Regions from separate parts of the Sus scrofa genome. Here region 2 is linked to region 1. The links are chromatin contacts, called in public HiChIP or PLAC-seq maps. All regions are on one chromosome and are shown on one strand. Each heading gives the region's core, a stretch centred on a gene start, on an enhancer-like site or on the middle of the called end of the contact. The rest is flanking DNA. Distances are from core to core; before and after follow the strand shown. Region 1 holds the start of ARID1B (AT-rich interactive domain-containing protein 1B). Region 2 holds the start of LOC110259923 (oleosin-B6-like).

Region 1 (4,327 bases), core at 683-3,182:
TGTTGTTTTACACTCTATAATGACCCTTGGGTGTGCACCTGAGTCCCCTCCCCCCAATTAGTCACCAGTTTTTCACATCTATCCTTTTCTATTTAGTCATGTAACATATTAATACTTCCTCAAGCAAACAAAAATAACCCCTGTGGTTGAAATAAACTAAAATAGTCTTTATGGAAAGCTTAAGAATGAGGTGATTTTGGAAAACTACATTCTACCAAAATCATATATGTTATTTCAGCTAGCATGACCTCTTGAAAGCTCTGCTTTCAAATGCTTTCTCTCCATGAAAACTGAGTCCACACTAATACAACTGAGCCATTGTTTAGGTTAAGAAGTCCTGCTTTTGAAGATATTCAGGATGTTACTAGGTGAGAAATTCACAATAAAAAAATTTAAAACATCATAAAGTGATAAAACAATAGCTAATATTAAAAGAACAAAGCATGAACCCTTTTAGCTCTAGGATTAGATTTGATGGATTTATATCATCATTGATTTTATGTTTATTAAATAACATGTTACTTTTTTTTAGTTTTGTCTCACATTGCTTAGAAATGAACTCATATCAAGAGGGTTAATTGTGCACATAACCTCTGAAATACGATGCAGGTATGATGTCATACAGATTTATGAAGACATGAGATAAACCTTTGCAGTCGCTATTATGGCACCAGGAGTTAAATTTCCACGTGCAAGTTGCTGGGAGCATAACGCACCACGCTACGTATTTGAAGACTTTCTCTTCAGAGCGAGGACAGACAAGTGCATGGGAAGGAAAAATGCTCCTTTGGGATTACTTTATGTTTTCATTGATAAGCCTACGTACACATATAAGATGCCTTAAAAAAAGTTATATCAACGTTATTTTTGGGGCAGGTGCAATCAACCTAAGCATTTATTGAGTACCTGCTGTGTACAGGGCACAGCGCTTCTGGAATGCGGCTAACCTTCACTTAAACTCTTTCCTAATTATGCAGTTTAAAGAAGTTGTGGGAATTACATTGACGGCCCGAAATCAAGGCAGAGAGGCTAACATGCTGAAAAATTACATAACTCTTGGGAGAGGCAGTGCTTTTGCACAGATTGCCCAAATATCTTCTTTCTCCGTCGGCTCCTCGTAACCTTTGAGGCCAACAGACAACTTTGTTCCCCAGCCCTTCTCCCTCTTTTGTCTGCTCGTCAGACTCGTTTTCCACCTTTGAATCGTTCCTTTTAGACGTGAAAACAAACACGCGAACGCCCGGTTGGCAAGGAGACGGAGGCACGAGGGGAAAGTGCAGCCTCCCGTCGCCCCACGCCGCCGCGCGCCCGGCGCCGGCCGAGCGGCCCGAGCCCCCGGCCCGGGGCCGCCGGTGCCCGCGAGGCTGCGCCCGGGCGGGCAGGCGGGCGGAGGGCGCCGCGGGCGGCGGCGGCCCGGGCCGAGTCCAGTCCGCGTTTTGCGAGTGCGCACGAGTAATCAGAGAGAAGTGGATAATAGTTGCTCGGGCTCGCTCGGCTCCCTCTCATGCCATGCTGGGCCCGATAGGCTCAGTGAGTCGTGTATTTACCCATATCCGGGTTAGAGAGGAAAAGAGAAAAGTTTCATTTAAACCTGAACTAAAAACTTTCACCATGAAATCACACAGCGGGAACAGGCCCAGACCGTAAGGCGTGACTCCCGGTTCGGCTCCGGCGGGGCCTGTGGAGGGGGAGGGGGCTCGCTCGATTCCCGTCGGGGCGTGTGGATGCGCACAGGAGGGGCCGCAGACTAAAAAGTGGGTTTTATTGTCTCCCCCCGCCCCCCGCCCGGCCTCGCCACGCCGCGGCGATCATGGCCGCGCGGGCAGCAGCGGCGGCGCGGGCGCGGGCGGGCAGCGGCGAGCGGCGGGCGCCCCCCGGGCCGCGGCCGGCGCTCGGGGCCCGGGACCTGGAGGCGGGGGCGCGCGGCGCGGCGGCGGCGGCGGCGGCACCGGGACCCATGCTGGGGGGCGGCGGCGACGGCGGCGGCCTGAATAATGTGCACCACCACCCCCTGCACCCCCGTCACGAACTGAACATGGCCCATAACGCGAGCGCGGCGGCCGCCGCCGCCAGCACTAACAGCGCCAAGAGCGGCGGCTCCGAGGCGGCTCTGAAGGAGGGTGGAAGCGCCGCCGCGCTGTCCTCCTCCTCCTCCGCGGCGGCGTCCTCCTCTTCCTCCTCGTTGGGCCCGGGCTCGGCCATGGAGACGGGGCTGCTCCCCAACCACAAACTGAAAACCGTTGGCGAAGCCCCCGCCGCACCGCCCCACCAGCAGCACCACCACCACCACCATGCCCACCACCACCACCACCATGCCCACCACCTCCACCACCACCACCACGCACTACAGCAGCAGCTAAACCAGTTCCAGCAGCAGCAGCAGCAACAGCAGCAGCAGCAGCAACATCCCATTTCCAACAACAACAGCCTCAGCGGCGCGGGCGGCGGCACGGCTCAGCCCGGTCCCGACATGGAGCAGCCGCAACATGGAGGCGCCAAGGACAGTGCCGCGGGCAGCCAGGCCGACCCCCCGGGCCAGCCTCTGCTGAGCAAGCCGGGCGACGAGGACGACGCGCCGCCCAAGATGGGGGAGCCGGCAGGCGGCCGCTACGAGCAGCCGGGCCTGGGCGCCCTGGGCGCGCAGCCGCCGCCGGTCGCTGTGCCCGGGGGCGGCAGCAGTGGCGGCGGCCCGGCGGCCGTCTCGGAGTTTAATAATTACTATGGCAGCGCTGCCCCTGCTAGCGGCGGCCCCGGCGGCCGCGCTGGGCCTTGCTTTGATCAACATGGCGGACAACAAAGCCCCGGGATGGGGATGATGCACTCCGCCTCAGCCACCGCCGGAGCCCCCAACAGCATGGACCCCCTGCAGAACTCCCACGAAGGGTACCCCAACAGCCAGTACAACCATTATCCGGGCTACAGCCGGCCCAGCGCGGGCGGCGGCGGCGGCGGCGGCGGTGGCGGAGGAGGAGGAGGAGGAGGAGGAGGAGGAGGAGGAGGAGGCAGCGGAGGAGGAGGAGGAGGAGGAGGAGCAGGAGCGGGAGCTGTGGCGGCGGCGGCCGCGGCGGCGGCAGCAGCAGCAGGAGGCGGCGGCGGCGGCTATGGGGGCTCGTCCTCGGGGTACGGGGTGCTGAGCTCCCCCCGGCAGCAGGGCGGCGGCATGATGATGGGCCCCGGGGGCGGCGGGGCCGCGAGCCTCAGCAAGGCGGCCGCCGGCGCGGCGGCGGGGGGCTTCCAGCGCTTCGCCGGGCAGAACCAGCACCCGTCGGGGGCCACCCCGACCCTCAACCAGCTGCTCACCTCGCCCAGCCCCATGATGAGGAGCTACGGCGGCAGCTACCCCGACTACAGCAGCCCCAGCGCGCCGCCGCCGCCGCCGCCGCCGTCGCAGCCCCAGTCCCAGGCGGCGGCGGCGGGGGCGGCGGCGGGCGGCCAGCAGGCGGCCGCGGGCATGGGCTTGGGCAAGGACATGGGCGCCCAGTACGCCGCTGCCAGCCCGGCCTGGGCGGCCGCGCAACAAAGGAGCCACCCGGCGATGAGCCCCGGCACCCCCGGCCCGACCATGGGCAGATCCCAGGTAACCCCCGCGCCGGTCGGGCCTGCTTCCGCCGCGGCGGCCTCGCGGCGCGCCGCGAGCCCTAGTTTCTTTCTTTCCGCGTACTTTTTCTGCGTCTTCTGTCGGGGGAGGCGGGGGCGAGACGCCCAAAGCCATTTTAACTCGCGGCTGCCTCCTTCCGAGGCCGGGCAGCGCGCGGGGTCCGACTGCGCGGCGCGGGGCCCGGGGCCTGGGGAGGGGGTCTGGCCGAGGCCCGGGACGGGCGCCGCGGTTGCCGGTCGCGCAGCACCCGCCCGGCCACCCCACCCCAGGCGCCGAGCCGCGCGTGCGGGAGTCGGGGACCGCGCCGCCGGGAAGCCGTGTGGGCGCCGGGGACCGTTCGGGCAGCTTTTTCAACAAAATAGGCGCTCCCGGCCGGTACGGTCGGGGAAGGAAGATTGACCCCCTCTTCTCGGTTAGCGCCAACAATGAGCTAGAACTGGGAAAAGAATGAGGAACTTTGTCCTACCTCCGGCCACACTACGTTCCCTCTTAGCTTATTAGGTGAAGGCAGGAAAAATAGGTTAGCTTTGTGGCAGCCGAGTGTGTTTCGTAGTTGTGCCCAGCCATTCGGAGATATCGGATGCGGGCTTTGAGTTTGTGTAGTAGCAAAAATAATACCCACGTTTACAGCGATGTGGAGGTAAAATATCCTAAAATAAATCGATTCATTCCTAAGAATAGCCGGGAAGTCCATTTTTTGGCTTGCAGGCTGCTCGAAAGGAGTCACCT
Region 2 (4,327 bases), core at 1,024-3,523, 86 kb before region 1:
GTTAACAAACCCAACTAGCATCCATGAGGATGCAGGTTCCATCCCTGGCCTCACTCAGTGGGTTAAGGATCTGGTGTTGCCATGAGCTGTGGTGTAGGTCGCAGACATGGCTTGGATCTCAAGTTGCTGTGGCTGTGGTGTAGGCCGGCGGCTACAGCTCCAATTGGACCCCTAGCCTGGGAACCTCCATATGCCATGGGTGCAGCCCTGAAAAGACAAAAAGACAAAAAAAAGAAAAAAGCAAGAAAGGAAGAAAAAGAAAGAAAGGAAGGAAGGAAGGAAGGAAGGAAGAAAGAAAGAAAGAAAGAAAGAAAGAAAGAAAGAAAGAAAGAAAGAAAGAAAGAAAGAAAGAAAGAAAGAAAGAAAGAAAAAAAGAAAGAAAGAAAAAAAGAAAAAAAGAAAAGAAGAATTAAATGGATGGTACTTCCTTTTCAAACTTATTGAAAGGGCCCCATTTCAAGAATCAAGCTCAACTCCAAGAACACTGATCTGGAAGACCCAACCACCTCATGGGAATGAAGCATGAAAAGCCACCCTGGAGATGATGCAAACCAAGCCAGAGGTAGCAGCAAAGGGGCGGGATGCAACTTTGGCCAGCACCTTATGAAATGATATTACACTTTCCAACTCTGCATTCCAGAAGGAAACTTCTATTCCGGCAGGTGGTGTAACCATCACATTCAGAATAAAATATCTGAAGGATCTATAAAGGATTATGAGGAGTAATAGCTGACCCATTTGCTCCTGAAAAATATTTTTCACCAGGCTCATTATGTGTATATACATATATATACACATACATATATCAACCAGATCAAAATTTTTTTAAAAAAAGTAATCTCTTTAAGCAAATTAAGGAAAAACCCCCAAACATTGTACGTACAAATTAAATTATACCTTAGAGATTTGTGAGCCTGAATTGACTTCCTGCCCACACCTTTCCATCCCTCATACCCTTCTTGGGTGAATTAACCGCGATGGAGGAGAAGTGTCCAGTGACTGCTGCAGCCACGGTAGATGCAACAGGTTTCATGGGAAGGGAGGCACTGCAGAGCCAAGGGCACTGGCTCCATCATACATGGGAGGATGTATATTCCAAGTGATCATTTAGTATTATAAATATTAAAATAAAACCCGAGATCTGCTCATGTTGGTGCCTACTAAAATTAGAAAATATTTGTCCTCCTGAACTCTTAACATTTTGAAAATCCCAGGAAAGGTAGAACTGCACCAGAAAGAAGCTGAAGAAAAAAAAAAAAAAAAAAAAAACCTGTGAGCAAAGGCCAGCTCAAACCCTAGATAGCTTTCCTCCCTCCTAAATGCATGTTATAAAAAATAAACAATATTTTCATTTAACAACAGATGGTTTAACACTCATTGCTATGCCAGGACCTAGCAGTGCATAAATGGCTTCTCCTTCTTAGAAAAAGCATCTTCTATTCCCAGTTGGACTCTAAGCCCCCAGAGGAAAGGCTTACAGAATTGTGTGTCTTTATGTTGCTCAGCTTAATAGCCTTCAGGAATAAGGGCTAGCATTGTGGATGGTGAAGAAAAACCCTGGGGCAGGAGGAAAGGGGCAAGGAGGAGACTGCGAGCTACTAGCTTATTTCATTTAAGTTTATTATAACAAGCAGTTTTGGTATCTACTCTAAAATTAAGATATTAATAAAAGCTATAATTTACTCATTTCATACTCATTACTTATTATCTCTTATTATTCTATGGGTTGTCTGTGCTCAGCTGGGTACTCTTTGCTTCGGGTCTTTCATGCAACTACAGTGCGAAGGCAGCTGGGCTGAAGTTGTCAGGAGGTTCAACAGGACTGGACTTCCAATATGGCTAATTCACTTGGAGGGCAGTTGATGTTATCTGTTGTCTGGGAACTCATTGCTGAGAGCAAATGCATGCTATCAAGCTGAGCACTGCAGATGACCTGGGCTCCACATGCTTCTCAAAGAATGCAGCTGGGTTCTGAGAGAGAGACAGTGTCCCAAGAGGGAGCATTCCACGGGATCGAGGTATCGAAGCAGCAATATTCTTATGATGTAGCCTTGAAGGTCACAGAGTGTCACCTCAGCTGCAGCCCAAATCATGGCAGGGACTACACAAGAGTTTGAATAAAGGAGGCATGGCTCCTGGATGGCGGCATCTTTGGAGAAGGAAAGCATTTCTATAAATTCTTACATATATAAATATCCAAGGGAAATTGCCCTGAAAATGCTCCTTGCTCCTTTTTTGTTCTTCAGAGAGACTGAAAGAAAAGGAAGAACTGGGTAGGAGTGAAGGCAGGAATGCAGGTTGAGGAGCACTGGAAGAGACCATGGAAAGGAAGAGTCCACCACCCGGTCCAGCTGAATTCCCTCACAATAAGGAAGGAATTTTGTTTGTTAAACTTGTAAACATTTAAGCCCTATTGACTCCTCCAAGAGGCCATGCAGAGAGGGTGTATAGTTGTGTTCCTGTGTTAAAGAATGGATTTAAAAGGCCTGTTTCCCTTTCCCACTGTAGTAGGTAAATAGCCATATAACCCTCAACCATTTTTATCACATTATTGATCACTTTCTCTACCTACAAGGCAATAATTTTCCACTCTGTAACCCAATCAGTATGCCATCTACCACTGTTAATTCCCCACCCTACCTTTCTCTTCACATTCATAGATTTCAGATTTTTTTTAAAATTACAACTTCTTTTTAAAGTTTCAGACAATGTAAGTCTGTGGTATCTTACAAAGCTATTAGTTTGGTTTCAGTGTTTTTAAAAAAACCAAGCTCTTGCTCTCAACTGTTAAAAGCCCAAGAGTTTAAAGAACTTGAGTCACAGTACACCTTATTTGTCCCCTTGTGTCTGGATACTGCAGCCCTAGGTGTTTTGTATAATGCATGAGTGAACCCCGCTTAGAAATAGAAATGCATTTTCAATAAGTATTTATTATGTTGTTCTGAGCATACAGCTTTAAATTTGCCTGCTGTAGCTTGAAGCATTACACAAACTGTTGGTCTGCTGACTGCCTCTCTGGCAGCAACACACACAGAAAATAGATTGCTAAGGGTTTTTTCCTCTCCTCCCCCTCTCTTCTCTCTCTCTCCCTTCTCTCTCTTTTTTTAAACCAGTCGTGAACATTTTTTAATCTTGTGGTATTTTTAATCAACACGTATTTCCTTCCAGGACCTATGATCCTCTATTGATTCCCATTAAAATGCTTTTCTTTTCTTTGCCCCCTCTGCTGATCGAATTTCAGATCAGCCACAGGATATGCAGCTAACCTTCCGGCACTACTGAACCCAACCGAGCGAGGGTGATCAAAAGGCTTGATGCATTCATTAAACATTCTCTCCGCCCGGGCTGGAGCTCTAATGGAAGCTATCTCTTTGCATTGCAATTTCTTTTCCTTTTTTGTCTTTCCCCCACCTCCAAAAAATGTTTTTTGCCTTTGATCGCAGGGGAGGTGGGGGGGCGGGGGGAGAACAGGAGAACAAAAGAGACCTATCTTTTTCCCCGGGGCTGACGTCAGTTTGATTTTACTGACAACTATTCGAGCGTGTGTAGCAGTTGGAAGCGGCCCCTTGCCCGCCCCCGCCCCCCACACCTTCCACTTTAGGGAGAAAACAAGACTTTTAGCGGCTCCGAGACGCGCCCTGAAAATGGCCCACTCGGGCTCAGCTTTAGATGCCCTCCCGCCCGCTCAGCAAAGGGCATTCGAGGCTTATTTGTGTGGCACGATCTTTACTGGGGCGGAAAACACGCGGCGGGGGAGGAGCGGGAACAGGCGCGGGCCGGGCGGGGAGAGCAGGAATGTTCCCTCCCGGCCGCGGGAGGAGGACTCGGGCGGGGAATTGCGTCCGAGGCCGCGCGGCCTCCGGCTCCCGTCGGCTGCGGGCGGGGCGGCAGCGCGAGGGCCCCCGGCGCGCGGAGCCGGGGCGCGGGGACCCGCCACCCCCGCAGGCGCGGCGCTGCCCCCACGCCCGGGCCGTGGCGGCCTCGGCGGCGCCAGCTCCCTGCCCGGCGAGCGCGGCGGCGGCGGGCGGCCCGCAAAACCCGGGCCGGATCTGGCGCGGACGGGGTCGGGCGGCCGCGGAGGTGGGAGCGGCGCGGGATGGCGGGAAGAGCCGGAGAAGCGGCGTCGGCTCCAAGGTGTGCGGCGCTGGGAGGCTTTTCTCCCGGATCGCGCACGTGGCCTGTGGCCGAGGCGCAGGTGAGCTGGACCCCGGAGAGATTCCCTGTCGGGCCTCGAAGAGAGCGTGTCCAGTGAGGGCGCAGCCCGTCCTAAAGTTGGTTGCCAGGAGCTGAAGATCTGTAACCGACCTAAACCATTTCTGGAAAAGTC

What was found. HiChIP or PLAC-seq counts read pairs in DNA pulled down with a chosen protein or histone mark.
Region 2: a contact with region 1 is called in an H3K27ac HiChIP or PLAC-seq map of skeletal muscle. The contact joins the promoter of LOC110259923 here to the promoter of ARID1B in region 1. A contact is called at or near these places in 2 of 5 promoter capture datasets (fetal skeletal muscle and liver), 19 of 47 Hi-C or Micro-C datasets (alveolar macrophages, brain, embryonic fibroblasts and 10 more) and 2 of 2 datasets of contacts at active chromatin or transcription factors (alveolar macrophages and skeletal muscle).

Annotation. Positions count from the first base shown.
Region 1 is chr1:10,224,986-10,229,312 of Sscrofa11.1, reverse strand. It overlaps ARID1B (AT-rich interactive domain-containing protein 1B), which reads left to right and starts at 1,932. Exons shown (of 21, transcript XM_021071898.1): 1 at 1,932-3,577. The coding sequence starts at 1,958.
Region 2 is chr1:10,310,948-10,315,274 of Sscrofa11.1, reverse strand. It overlaps LOC110259923 (oleosin-B6-like), which reads left to right and starts at 2,273. Exons shown (of 2, transcript XM_021086562.1): 1 at 2,273-4,195. The coding sequence starts at 3,670.